Linked DNA regions of Sus scrofa: regions 1 and 2 are each linked to region 3. A link is a contact called in public HiChIP or PLAC-seq data. All regions are on one chromosome and are shown on one strand. Each heading gives the region's core, a stretch centred on a gene start, on an enhancer-like site or on the middle of the called end of the contact. The rest is flanking DNA. Distances are from core to core; before and after follow the strand shown.

What was found. HiChIP or PLAC-seq counts read pairs in DNA pulled down with a chosen protein or histone mark.
Region 1: an H3K27ac HiChIP or PLAC-seq map of alveolar macrophages shows a contact between it and region 3. The contact joins the promoter of PIK3R1 here to the enhancer-like site in region 3. A contact is called at or near these places in 3 of 5 promoter capture datasets (fetal liver, fetal skeletal muscle and liver), 4 of 47 Hi-C or Micro-C datasets (embryonic fibroblasts, epiblast stem cells and mesenchymal stem cells) and 2 of 2 datasets of contacts at active chromatin or transcription factors (alveolar macrophages and skeletal muscle).
Region 2: a contact with region 3 is called in an H3K27ac HiChIP or PLAC-seq map of alveolar macrophages. The contact joins two enhancer-like sites. A contact is called at or near these places in 2 of 2 datasets of contacts at active chromatin or transcription factors (alveolar macrophages and skeletal muscle).

The regions. Positions count from the first base shown.
Region 1 is chr16:46,431,783-46,436,024 of Sscrofa11.1, forward strand. PIK3R1 (phosphatidylinositol 3-kinase regulatory subunit alpha) reads left to right here and starts at 2,975. Exons shown (of 16, transcript XM_021076847.1): 1 at 2,975-3,228.
Region 2 is chr16:45,670,824-45,674,859 of Sscrofa11.1, forward strand. No RefSeq gene overlaps it. Among named protein-coding and RNA genes, the nearest start is that of CD180, 85 kb to the left of the region's middle. Within about 2 kb of position 1,953, at least 9 of the 83 cell types and tissues checked have an H3K27ac peak or open chromatin away from gene starts, as enhancers often do. A contact at or near this core is called in alveolar macrophages, where this site is marked.
Region 3 is chr16:46,116,846-46,120,806 of Sscrofa11.1, forward strand. No RefSeq gene overlaps it. Among named protein-coding and RNA genes, the nearest start is that of PIK3R1, 320 kb to the right of the region's middle. Within about 2 kb of position 1,741, at least 6 of the 83 cell types and tissues checked have an H3K27ac peak or open chromatin away from gene starts, as enhancers often do. A contact at or near this core is called in alveolar macrophages, where this site is marked.

The sequences.
Region 1 (4,242 bases), core at 1,725-4,224, 320 kb after region 3:
AACTTTAACTTGCCTTATCACCTGAGGACCTTGTTAAAATGCAGGTTGTGATTCAGCAGGTCTGGGATTCTCCATGTCTAACAAGCTCCTATATGGTACCAGTGCTGCTAGTCTATGGACCTCTCTTTGAGAAGTAAGGCTTGAAGGCATTTGTCTTCGTCTTTGATTTCGAACCCTAAACTACAGACTTAGGTTGCAAGTCTAATGGAAGCTTATTCTAGCACTCATATTACTGAAGTAGCTGGAGTGAAGGTGGCAAATGAGAATATCCCACTTGTCCTCTTTGGGGGAGGGTATTCTAAGTTTGCTGTGGCCCCGGGAAAGCCTTTCAAAGTGCTGGGAGTCCTTGATTCCCCTGGGTCTGCCCTCCAAGCCACCTTCACTGTCACCAGTTGTGCATGACAACCCTCCCTGCCTTTGGCAAACTGTGCCTCCTCTGACATTTTGAGCTCTTTGATGGTGGCGATGCCTGCTAGCCAGCAGTTCGGCTGTTACTGATTGAATAGTAATGTTTATGAGTTTGAGTGTTTTATTGCAGTGGTTCAGATGTGCGCCCAGATGTCCTAGGCCTGGAGCAATGGTTCTCAAACTCTACATGCCATTTAGAAGGCATATTAAAACAGATCCACAGGCTCCACCCCCAGCACATCTGATTCACTGAGGAGAGAATTTGCATTTCCAACAAATCCCCAGGAGGTGATGCCACAGTTGGTCCAAAGACCTCGAAGCTCCCTTGGTTTTACCATAGGGCTTCTCATAAGTTACATTTTGGGAATCCAGATAAGATTTGATTAAAGAAAATGGTTAATTCTTAAAATTTTGAATACTGTTGTTTTGGTGCCTTTTGCTTTTATCATTTCATAGAAATTAATAGAAAATGAAAATAAATAAAATTTGAATATTAATGATATGGTAAGGAGGTTATCAGTTTGAGAGATGAAACAAGACTAAAATTATTCAGTTTATGGAGAGTCAGATTGTCCTTCATGGAACACTCTTTGGACTTATGCTATGTGTTCAAGTATGATGGAAAAAAATTAAAGACAGGAGTTCCTGTCGTAGCTCAGTGGTTAATGAATCCGACTAGGAAGCATGAGGTTACGGGTTCAATCCCTGGCCTCCCTCAGTGGGTCAAGGAGCCATGAGCTGTGGTGTAGGTCACAGATGTGGCTCGGATCCTGAGTTGCTGTGGCTCTGGCGTAGGCTGTCGGCTACAACTGCAATTAGACACCTAGCCTGGGAACCTCCATATGCCGAGAGAGTGGCCCAAGAAATGGCAAAAAAAAAAAAAAAAAAAAAAAAGACAAAACATATACTGTCAACAAGCTGCTGAGGTCTATCTAAAAAAGGAAGCTTGATTAAGGATTTCATGCTATTTTTAGGCTGAGGGGAATAGAACCCTGTAGTAGCAGTACATAAGTGTCTTTCCAGGAACTCATGGTGAACAAAAGGAGACAGCTGGTAAGGTTTCTTCAGACCCAAGCCTAAAGGAAACAGAGCAAATATAACAGCAGTTGTGTTTCAGCTTATTGGAATGGATCAAAGTAATTCTATCACAGGGTGAGACACATTTCATTTACAGACGAGCAATATATGGTACCGTTTCAGACGTAGGTGCGAATGATAAAGTTTGGTAAACTCTATATTTCTTTTGAGATAAAATGGATTTTTAAACAAATAGGTAGGTGTCTGTTTTTGTATCTTCACTTCAAGAAACATGTGGAAATAACAAAAGTGCCAGAGCCTGAATAACCGAAAGTAGAACTAACTTGTCCGTTAGAATGTGAGTCACATTTAAGAATGATTATATTTCCTAAGGACAGACAATAAATTTCAGGATATTCTTTCCTCTACTTCCAACGCCAGAGGAATAAACCACCAAATTCAAAGTTTGACAAAAGTCTAAATACTTGGTTTAAAAAAAAAAAATCTTGCAAGGAAATTGGGAAAAGGACTTTAAGGCAAGTAGGCTGGGCGGCTGCAGGCCTCAAAACCGCAGAAAGAGGAATCTGGGAAAAGCTTTTTAAAAAGCGGACTCTTAACAGGTTTTAATGGGCGAAAGAGGAACACAGGGTGCTGGCATCTCCTCCTACCGTCAGAGGAAGGTTTGAATCAACATCAGATTTTTCTTGTGCAACTTAAGTAATGAGTATTAGCTGAAGAATCCGCATTTGAAAATTAACAAATTTAAGGGGCCATACAATTCACGTGAGCTTCCTCCTACGACTCCACGAGTAACAGGGGGTCCTCGATCTGTCTGAGCGACCTACTTTTGCTCCGACATCTGAGGACTGGGAGGGATCAGCCAGCGTGCGCCCTCCCCATAAAACTCTGCCCTTCTGGCGGGCCCGCCTGACTGCGGGTGGCGGCGGTGCCAGGCTCCTGGAGTTCGGGGCAGGCTGCGGGCGCTCGTCCCTCCGGTTCACCCTTTCACCCCTCCTTCACCCCCGGGAGCCATGCGGGGTGGCGTGGTTTTTCCGCCCACTCCTGAGGCCGCTCTGGCGAGGCCGGGAATTGCAGGTCCTCCCCGCTTTGGTTGAGCCTGGAATCCGAGTCCTGCCCTAACCAGCAGTTCTGCTGGGGCGCAGGGGGCTCAAAAGGGGTTTGTTTCAAGACTCTAGGATTAGAGACGCAGCCTCTAAGTCTGAACTTGCCCTCGACCTCCCCCAGCTCCGCCGCCTCCGGTCCCGGAGACGCCCAGCAGCCGGTTCTGCCGCGGGCGGGCAGTAGCCTGGCCCGCCCGGCGGGCGCACACCCAGAGCGCTCGGCCCTGCCGCCCGGGGCATCCCCGCGGCTGGGGGCGGAAGGCAAGCACCGGCTGCAGGAAGGGTCTGCCGGACCGGAGCCCCGCCCGCTGGCCGCTGGGCTCAGAGGCCGGCACTATGAATGGCAGCGGCCGCGGGCGCGGCGCCAGCAGAGAGGGGCAGAGACGCGGGCGCTGGTTGGCGCGGGCTCGGGGGGGCGGACCCCGTGGGGCGGACCCGGAGGCGGAGCTTGAGTCGGGTGCTGGAACTGCGGGCGCACGGAGAGGAGTCGCGAGCAGCTGGAGCGGAGTTGGAGGAAGCAGCGGCCGCGGCTGGGGCAGCAGGGAGCGGGTCGGAGACAGCGAGCTCGAGTCGAGAACGGCTGGCGGGTCGGAATCGGTTAGGGACGCGTTGGAGACGTGCGCGCCAGAACCGACGCTGCAGCCCGGGCCGGGCAGAGGAAGGAAGCCGGCTGGCGGGGGAGGTAGGCGGCGGCAGCGGGTCCGGGTGTGTGCTCGGGAGGGGGAGGCGGTGCGTGCGCGCGCGGCCACCGCCGCTCTCTTCCTGTCACCAGCAGCCGCTTCTCCTTCTGCAGAGCCGAGCAGGGGAAAGCGGGCCGGCAGCCGTCCTCCCTGCCGCCAGCATCTCCCGCTGGCCGGGTAGCCGGGGGCCCCTCTCGCGGCCAGCGTCTTGGGTGCTCCCGGCCACCTCGTTGGTTGTGCATGCCGCCGGGCGCATTCGTCCCCGGAGATGCAGGCGAACTCGGGCTTCCGCCACCGTGCCTCCGTCACCGCACACTTCTGAGGGTCCCCACTGTCGCCTTGCAGCTTTTCGGGGCCCTTCAGCAGCGGAGAGCGCCCCGACCACTGCCTTTCGTTAGCGGGAAGGAGCGATGCCTGCCCCCGCGCCCTTTGGCTGCACCCAGGTCGCTTTTCCTCGGGCGGGCGGGGCGACGAGGGTCCCCGGAGCTCGCCCCCAGCCCCCGCCCTCCGAAGTTTGCTTCCCTCCTCTTCCGGGGTGGGGGAAGTGCGCCTCGGGGAGGCTGGCCGCCGGGGCCCTAACTCGGAGTGTGGTGCGGGCCGGGCCTGAGCAGGTTGTTGGAGGCAGATTTAGTGGGGTCTTGGAACAGCCCGGAAATCCAGCTTTTTGTAGCGCGGAGCGAGACTGTTGGGACCTGCCCAGCAATATGGAGCCGGCTAGAGAGAGGGAGCATGCAAGCCCGAGCTGAAAGATCGTGGGGAATTGTCTGGAAACCACAGCTCTCACACTCACTTCCCAAGACCAGAAACTGCCCAACACATCACAAGACAAAGAGAACAGGAAAGCTCAGGCCAAGCGCTCCAGTGCAGAAATATACTTTGGTGACCGGAATTCGAGCTTGAAATGTAAGGGTGTGAGCGGAATGGCTGTTACGTGTTGAACGCACAATGTGTGTGAACTGGATTTGGGGAAATTATTTGGCTTTTCTGGGAGCAGTTAATATCAGAAAGGTCTCACT
Region 2 (4,036 bases), core at 703-3,202, 450 kb before region 3:
ACAAATACAGCATTGGGCCTGGATTTCAGGAGGATTTATGAGTCAGGGGCGAGCTGGGAGTTTGGCCCCATGACAACTTGGAAGGTTTGCCCTTGATTTGGAAAGAACAGCAGCCCATGTTCTGAATAGAGAGGGGGAAAGGGGGACAAAGTTCTCAGCTGAACACTAATGAGACTAAGATGAAACTGCTTCACAGAGATGTCCAGCCAGCAGGGCCTGTGGTGGATGATTTGAGTACAGACTGTTACCCCCAGGAGGAGCCTGATGGGGATAAGTGGGATGCTCACTTTAAGAGTATCCAGGTAGCTCTCATTAGAACCTTCCTTTCCCAGAATTAAAAAAAAAAAAATCAATCTGTATGTAAAATAAGCATGCTCTTGTTGAGTGGCAACAGAAGACACTGATTTTCATGTATCTTGGAGCTAAAATATAAATAAAAAGGATGGAAATGTCTTTGATTTACAAAGCAGTAGAAAAAAATCCTGCTTTAGGAATTGAGGTAAATGTAACTAGCTTTGGCTCCGCCTCAACCTTGGCTTTTCAAAACTAGAGAGTGTTCTACCCATTGAGCCCTCTGCTTTCTCATTTCATAATGGGGTAGGAAAGTGGGAGATGGCTAGGTTAGATGTCTCTTGCTCATGATCCAGAGGGCTTCAAGGGTCTTTGAACCATCCAGAATAGTTTGCAGTATGTATATATCTTTATGCTATGGGCATTTTTCTGGGGAAGCTCATTGCTTTGGTCATATTCCCTAAAGCAGTCTTTGGTTTTCCAAATGTTAAGAACTCCTGAACTGGATACCTAAACACCTTAATCTTTGAATATGCTGTTACACATCAGTGATTCTAAGGTTATTCTGGTATATTCTCTTGGGGGGGGAAGCTGTGATTCTCTAAATCTATTACGTTTTCATGGTAATGTGAGGACAGTTGGAGATACATGTTCTGGTCCATACTTGTTTCCTAGTCTCGGCTGGGCTTTTGGGGGAAAAATAATTAAGGAATGAATCTTAAGTCCGTCTAATCTCCCCAGTTCCTGATCTTGCCTGTTCATCCCACCCCCGAGGGTCACAGCCCCATTGTGAAGCCCAAGCAGGTTTTGGCTCAACATCTGTGCTGTGGGGTGCCTTTCACTCTCGCTCCAGCCCTCCACCCAGATATGCCCATTTGCCATCCCATTCCAGTCCCTAAACCACTGACTGTAACTGAAAAGCTAAATGGAGGAGTTCCCGTCGTGGCGCAGTGGTTAACGAATCTGACTAGGAACCATGAGGTTGCGGGTTCGGTCCCTGCCCTTGCTCAGTGGGTTAACAATCCGGCGTTGCCGTGAGCTGTGGTGTAGGTTGCAGACGCGGCTCGGATCCCGCGTTGCTGTGGCTCTGGCGTAGGCCGGATTCAACCCCTAGCCTGGGAACCTCCATATGCTGCAGGAGCGGCCCAAGAAATAGCAACAACAACAACAACAACAACAAAACAACAACAAAAAAGACAAAAGACAAAAAAAAAAAAAAAAAAGAAAAGCTAAATGGAGAGTGATCTTTGGCAGGTGAACCTTTTAATACCCTCAGGATACCCTTTCCCTCTGGTAAAGGAACATCTGCTGCTGAATTATTAAGTCTGCACACGCAGAAGGAGGTAGAGGTGGAGGAATGTGTTCTTTTCGAAGGGGAGAGTTCCTGGGGTAGAATTTCATACTGGGTGAACTTGTTGGCAACACCCACAGAAGTGGCACGTCAGACCATTCTGCCCACGAGCATTTTAGAAAACAAAATGAAATCAAATGACCCTCTGTTCGACATACACAAAATTCACTGTTTCAAAACACTTTCAACATAATTTTTGTTCCTTTAGATTTCTTGTTCCCAGGATTTGGCCCCGCCCAGCAGGGGATTACTGAATATTCTGAGAATTGTGTCTTCTGCCCTGAGTGTGACCTTCACAGTGTGATGCATGATGCAGGGATGGTCACAGACAGAGCACAGGCTTCTTAATAGGAGGAGGGCTGTGGGCGTGGGGAGGTAATTCTGTCTATATTACCAACTGCTCTCCATTAGATATCATTCACAACTTTACTTTGCCTCAAGTGTGGGAAAACTGTTTCCCCGAAGCAGCACCTGACCTTGTCCAATTCTAAGGCACAGGGTGAAGTGAGCTGAAAAAGAAGTTGCTAGGGCTGTTAAGGGTTAGCTTGCATCTGCTCTGGATAAGTTGGGAAAGCATGAGTGAGAATTTTCTGTGTCTTTTTTTTGTTTGTTTGTTTGTTTGTTTTTGGGGGCCACACCTGTGGCATATGGAAGTTCCCAGGCTAAGGGTCAATTCAGAGCTACAGCCACCGGCCTATGCCACAGCTACAGCCACACAGGATTTAAGCCGCATCTGTAACTCACACCACAGCTCATGGCAATGCCGGATCCTTGACCCATTGAGCGAGGCCAGGGATCGAACCTACAACCTCATGGTTACTAGTTGGATTTGTTTCTGCTGCGCCACAATGGGAACTCCCTTCCTGTATTTCTTATAGGCATTCTGATTTTGTATCCAGAGCATAAGAAATTCAGTCTAAGCTGTTTGGAATTCTGAAAACCATGGAGTTTCTCTTCTTTCTTAAAACAGAATTTCTTCTAAAACAGAATTTCTTCTTAATTCAAGACATAATAGATACACATTTTTTAAAAGGAAAATTATTTTCTAAAGACTAGTGGAATCGGTTTTGCATTTGTTATCCTTAGTGTTTTAGGTACATATCAACATGAATGTATGTGACCTCAGCTCACTAGGCAGGAGGCATTTCAGTGATTTTTGAAAGCTAGGGCGGTTCATCATTTCCCTTCCACTGAGTGATCCTCTTTTACCAGCTTTAGTATTTTCCCTAGAGTATTTGAAGGAAGAAAATGTATAGAAACTTTTCTATTCACATCGCATGTCATCAAAGCCCTGTTGTGGCATAGGTTTAACTCTTGAACAGGAGCCCTTTGATAGCTCAAAATGTGATGTTCAGCAGTTATTGCTTTTTGAGAACTCCAAGAACACACAGCATTGCAGTTTTTGAAACAATCATCTCTTTTCTTTGGTTTCTCATCTCACTTGGCTCCTACAGAGACATGAGACAGGCCCTGTTTCTGTTTAAGTAGAACAACTGACATTTATTGCCCAGCTGGAAGGAGAGAGGTGGGTTGACTGATTCCTTTTTTTTCCCCCAGCTAAAAATGTGATATGGGTTTGTTATATGTTTATTTAATCTTAATTCATGCTCCCCTATAAAAATCCTGGTGGGAGAAAGAAAGCAAAGCTTCAACATATGTGTTGAACTTGGAATAAGAAACTTTAATCCTTGGAAAAACAGTATTGTATCATTTGCAGATTGCAACTAATCACAGTATATTCAGACAGTGGCAGGAACATTTTAATATTCAATTCACACAATCATGCATTAAAGTGACCTTTTGAGTGCATATTTTCTCTAAATTTTCTTTAGGCCTATATTTATTTTATTTGACTGAAACCCTAGTGGCCTGTGAAGTGAACCAGATGTTTTCCATTTACAGAAGTTGCACCTGATAGAGCTTTAGCAGGTTTGCTGGTTACCAGCTGTTAGCCTGTATTCTCAGCATCGGTACGTATTTTAACTGCAGAGAACAAATAAAAAGCTCCATTTATTGGGCACTTATGTGTTGGGCCCCTGCTCCATGCTTTATGTTCATTAGTTGATTTACTACTTAGGTGATCTTATGGGGCAGGTCTTCTTGCTAGCACACTACTTTATTGAGGAAAAAACCGAAGATCAGAAAAGATAAATTTTCCAAAGTCACGGAGATAGAAGTTAGGAAGCAAAACTGGAATGTCCGACTATAAATCATTATCGCATTAAATGCCTTTGACCCAAATGTCAGTTGGGCCCCTCTTGCCACTTCAGGTATGAATAAACAAGAAACTCACCCCCAACCAAAAATGTGAAGAAAGTCCAATAGCATGTTGCAAGTTCCTGGAACTGTGTCTTCTTTGGGGGTTCAGCTTTGTGATTAACCCATCTGTGCCAC
Region 3 (3,961 bases), core at 491-2,990:
GAAACTAGAACATTTTCCCCAGTACTTTGGCTATGAAAGGGGATGAGAAACATAGGGAAGAGATGATTGGGAATGAGGAATCCAGTAAGAGAATTGATTTGGTTGGTTGAGTTTATTGGTTTGTTTGCCATATGAGAGACTCTAGTTGTGTATGAAAAATTATTCGGGATTTAGAATTGTGATTTTTTTTACCTTTGTGAAAATTTTACTCTAATAGTTGTCATGCCAGTTGAAAGAGGAAAATTGAGAGAACATATCAAGCACCTTGGAAGGAATATATTCAGAATAAATAAGCTGCAGGAGTTCCAGTCATGGCTCAGTGGAACCAAATCTGACTGTCATCCAAGAGGACACAGGTTTGATCCCCAGCCTCACTCAGTGGGTTAAGGATCTGGCGTTGCTGTGAGCTGTGGTGTAGGTCGCAGACACGCCTCAGATCTGACATTGCTGTGGCTGTGGCGTAGGCCACTGGCTATAGCTCCAGTTCAAACCCTAGCCTGGGAAACTTTATATGCCACAGGTGCAGCCCTGAAAAAAAAAAAATAAGTAAGCTGCAGAGCCTGATAAAGGAGAGAGAAGTATGCACCAATAGGCCTGAGAAAACCTGGGAGATACATAAATGTCTCAAACACAACACCGTATTATTTAGGGGTTTAAGTTTGGAGAATACAGAACTTGCCTATGAAAAAAGGCTGGTCAATACTTATTTTAACTGAATAAAGTAGAAAATATAGAGACTTTCACCCAGAAAGAAAAGCTGAATAAAGTAAGGGGTGGTTAGATGCACTTGTGAGTGGGAATCCAAATGCAATAGATAAATTTATTTTCTTTAAATTTCCAAACCAGTAGCGTATTTCTGGGCAGAGTTCAACACTGACACTGGAGCATCTCACTAATTTTGGAGCCTCACCACCACTTACTAATGGCTGCTCACCCAGCACTAATGTAGGCTGTGTTCCACGCAGCCCAGGAATGAAGTGGCCATTATGGAAATAGAGCAGATGTGGTTAAAGGCAGCAGCACACCATACCCAAAGCTCCCAAAATAAACTCGCTTACATAATATGCAAAAACTCCCAATCACTCCCTCAGCTTCTCTTGGCAGAACAAGCTGATTCTATCAAGAGGAAATATTACATTATCCAAGATAAGGAACTCTACTCACGAGTCACTCCTACAATAACTCTCTTTATGAACTTCCATTGGAAAGATCTTTTTTTGACCCCTTTCACTACACAGAAACAGTAGTTGTGAGAATCAAATTGGTCAGCAGAAACAAAAGATGATGCCACAGAAACTCCCCCACTCACCTGTTTCCCCATCAAGCATTTGCTTCATTTGAAAACAGGTCCTTCTGAAAGTCAGTGTAGCACTGCTTATTTGGACATTATGTTTTATTCAGAGTTGCCCACCCCTTGCTCTCATCTTTATATCGTAAATTCATTTTGAGGGCAGGGATCTGACTGCTCACAAATTTTGCCTATTGGAGTGTTCTTTCAAACAGAAAGCAAAAGTAGTGTTTTTTGGTAACAAGAATAACAACGATGATGAAGAGGGCATGAAAACACTTTGGGAGTGTCTGATGCAGCCCAGGGCAGAAAGTCTGCTGGTGGGTCAGAGCTGGTGACATGACACAGTCATGGAAGAAGCCCCCTATACAACTGCTATGGTTAGAACAGGCTCTTCCTGATTTTAAATGTCTATGCATCAAATGACTGGTTAGCCAAGAAATGTGGTTATAGTGTCTGACTCATTAAAAAAAAAGTGTATTTTCCTCCTTGACTTTTCTGTTTCTCTGTATACAATCCAGATCCCCTTACTGTATTTTATCACTTGTTCTTATTGTTGCAACAAACATAAGAAAGTCAAAGTGTTGCATGTGCTGCTGTATAGTACTAAGGAGAAAACCCCTGGGGAACACATTTGCTGCAGCCCAAACCACATAGCCATCATTAGGCACCAGCAAAGCAATGAGAGGGAGGAAGAAATGGCATTAGTGGGGATGACTGTTCCTTTAAGGGTGTGCAAAACCACAGGCAGGAAATAGGGAGCCCAAACATTTGTGTTTGCTGCAGAGGAAATCACTCATCCTCAGCCCCTCATCTTTGGCCAGGCAGAGCTCCGATCACCTATTCCTGAGTCAAGAAGGGGCAGAGAGCACGGGGAAGGGCAGTACAAAGAGATTGCTCACATGGAGGGGGCATTCCCACATGTGCCAGAGGTCCCCTTGGTAATGATAACAATAGCCATCATTTTTTATATATATAATGATTTTTAATTTTTTTCCATTATAGCTGGTTTACAGTGTTCTGTCAATTTTCTACTGTACACCATGGTGACTGAGTTACACATACATGCATACATTTTTTTTTCACATTATCATACTCCATCATAAGTGACCAGTGCTACACAGCAGGATCTCATTGCTAATCCATTCCAAAGGTAATAGTCTGCATCTATTAACCCCAAGCACCCCATCCATCCCACTCCCTCCCCTCCCCCTGGGCAACCACAAGTCTACTTTCCAAGTCCATGATTTTCTTAAAAATTATAATTGATTTACAATGTTGTGCCAATTTCTGCTATATAGCAAAGTGACTCAGTTGTGCACATAGATATACATTCTTTTTTTCATACTATCTTCGATCATGTTCTATCACAAGAGAATAGATATAGTTCCCTGTGCTATACAATAGGAACAATAACCACCATTTATGAACCTTTGATATGCGCCCGTCTCTGAGCTACGTGCTTTCTGTACACAATCTGATTTAATCCTTACAACCCCCCTTATGAGGTAGGTCTAATTAACCTTCAAAAAATCATTTATTGGTTTATTTTTCTCTACAAAACACATTAGTCATTCATTTAAATATCTGACTTCATTAGAAGCCATGTTAACACTTTTTCTCCCTCTTGCCATAAAAACACACTAAGAAATTTCCTTTGAAAACAAACAGCTATGACCTAGTGTTCTGGTTTCCTCTCCCTCAGCTAATGTGCACCTCAGTGATAGCAATTGGTAAATCACGGAGATAGTAGTCTGAATACAGAGGTTCAAATGATCTTCCACGCAAAGGTGGCAATAAGTGATGGAAATGCCTCCATTCCTCTCCTCACCAGAGCCTGACACATGTACAACCTGCTACAGATTAGGAAACTGAGGCTTAGAGAAGTTAAGTATCTTGCCTCAAACCACACAGCTGGAAATTGTTGGAACCCAAATTCAAATTCCAGGCCTCTCTGACTCCATAACTTCACTCTTAGTCATTATGTTATATTAGTGCCATGGAAAGTTAGCAGCTATAGCGTATCCTCTAATCCACCCTTAGACTGAATACACAGATCCCCTTAATAATACACCCAGTACTGGGTCACCTATGACGGCAACCTCCAGAGTGGGAACAGCACCAGGTCGCCCGGTATTTCTCCAGCTGGACACCTGCACCTAAAAAGCATGTACGTTCTAAAGAGCCACTGGTACCCAGGAGGCAGTCAGCCGTCAACTACAGATGCCTTCTCTTCTGGATGGTTAATTAGACTTGACGGCTTGAAAGAGAAATTATATTTTTAAAGTAAATATTGTATGGGATTAATTGCAACATTGTCACTCATTTTTAAGGTAAAACATGAGACCTTAAAAATTAGCACCAGAAGCTTCAAATCTCATCCCCACCTTCAACTGCTACCACCACCAGCGTTCACATACCCTCTTTTGCCCTTAGAAGGATTTCAAAGCAAAGATTTGAGAAGGACTAAGTTAGTTAACTATGCATATTCTTCAGAACCTGAGTCCAAGGCTTATATCCCACCCCTACTACTAATGTTGTCAGCCTAGTCTTGGACAACTTACTTAGCCTCTCCAAACTTCTGTCTTCTTATCCATAAAACAAGGATGATGATGCCAACTTCCTGAGCTCTTAGAAGGATTAAATGAAGTGACAAGTGCAGAGTGTCCAGCA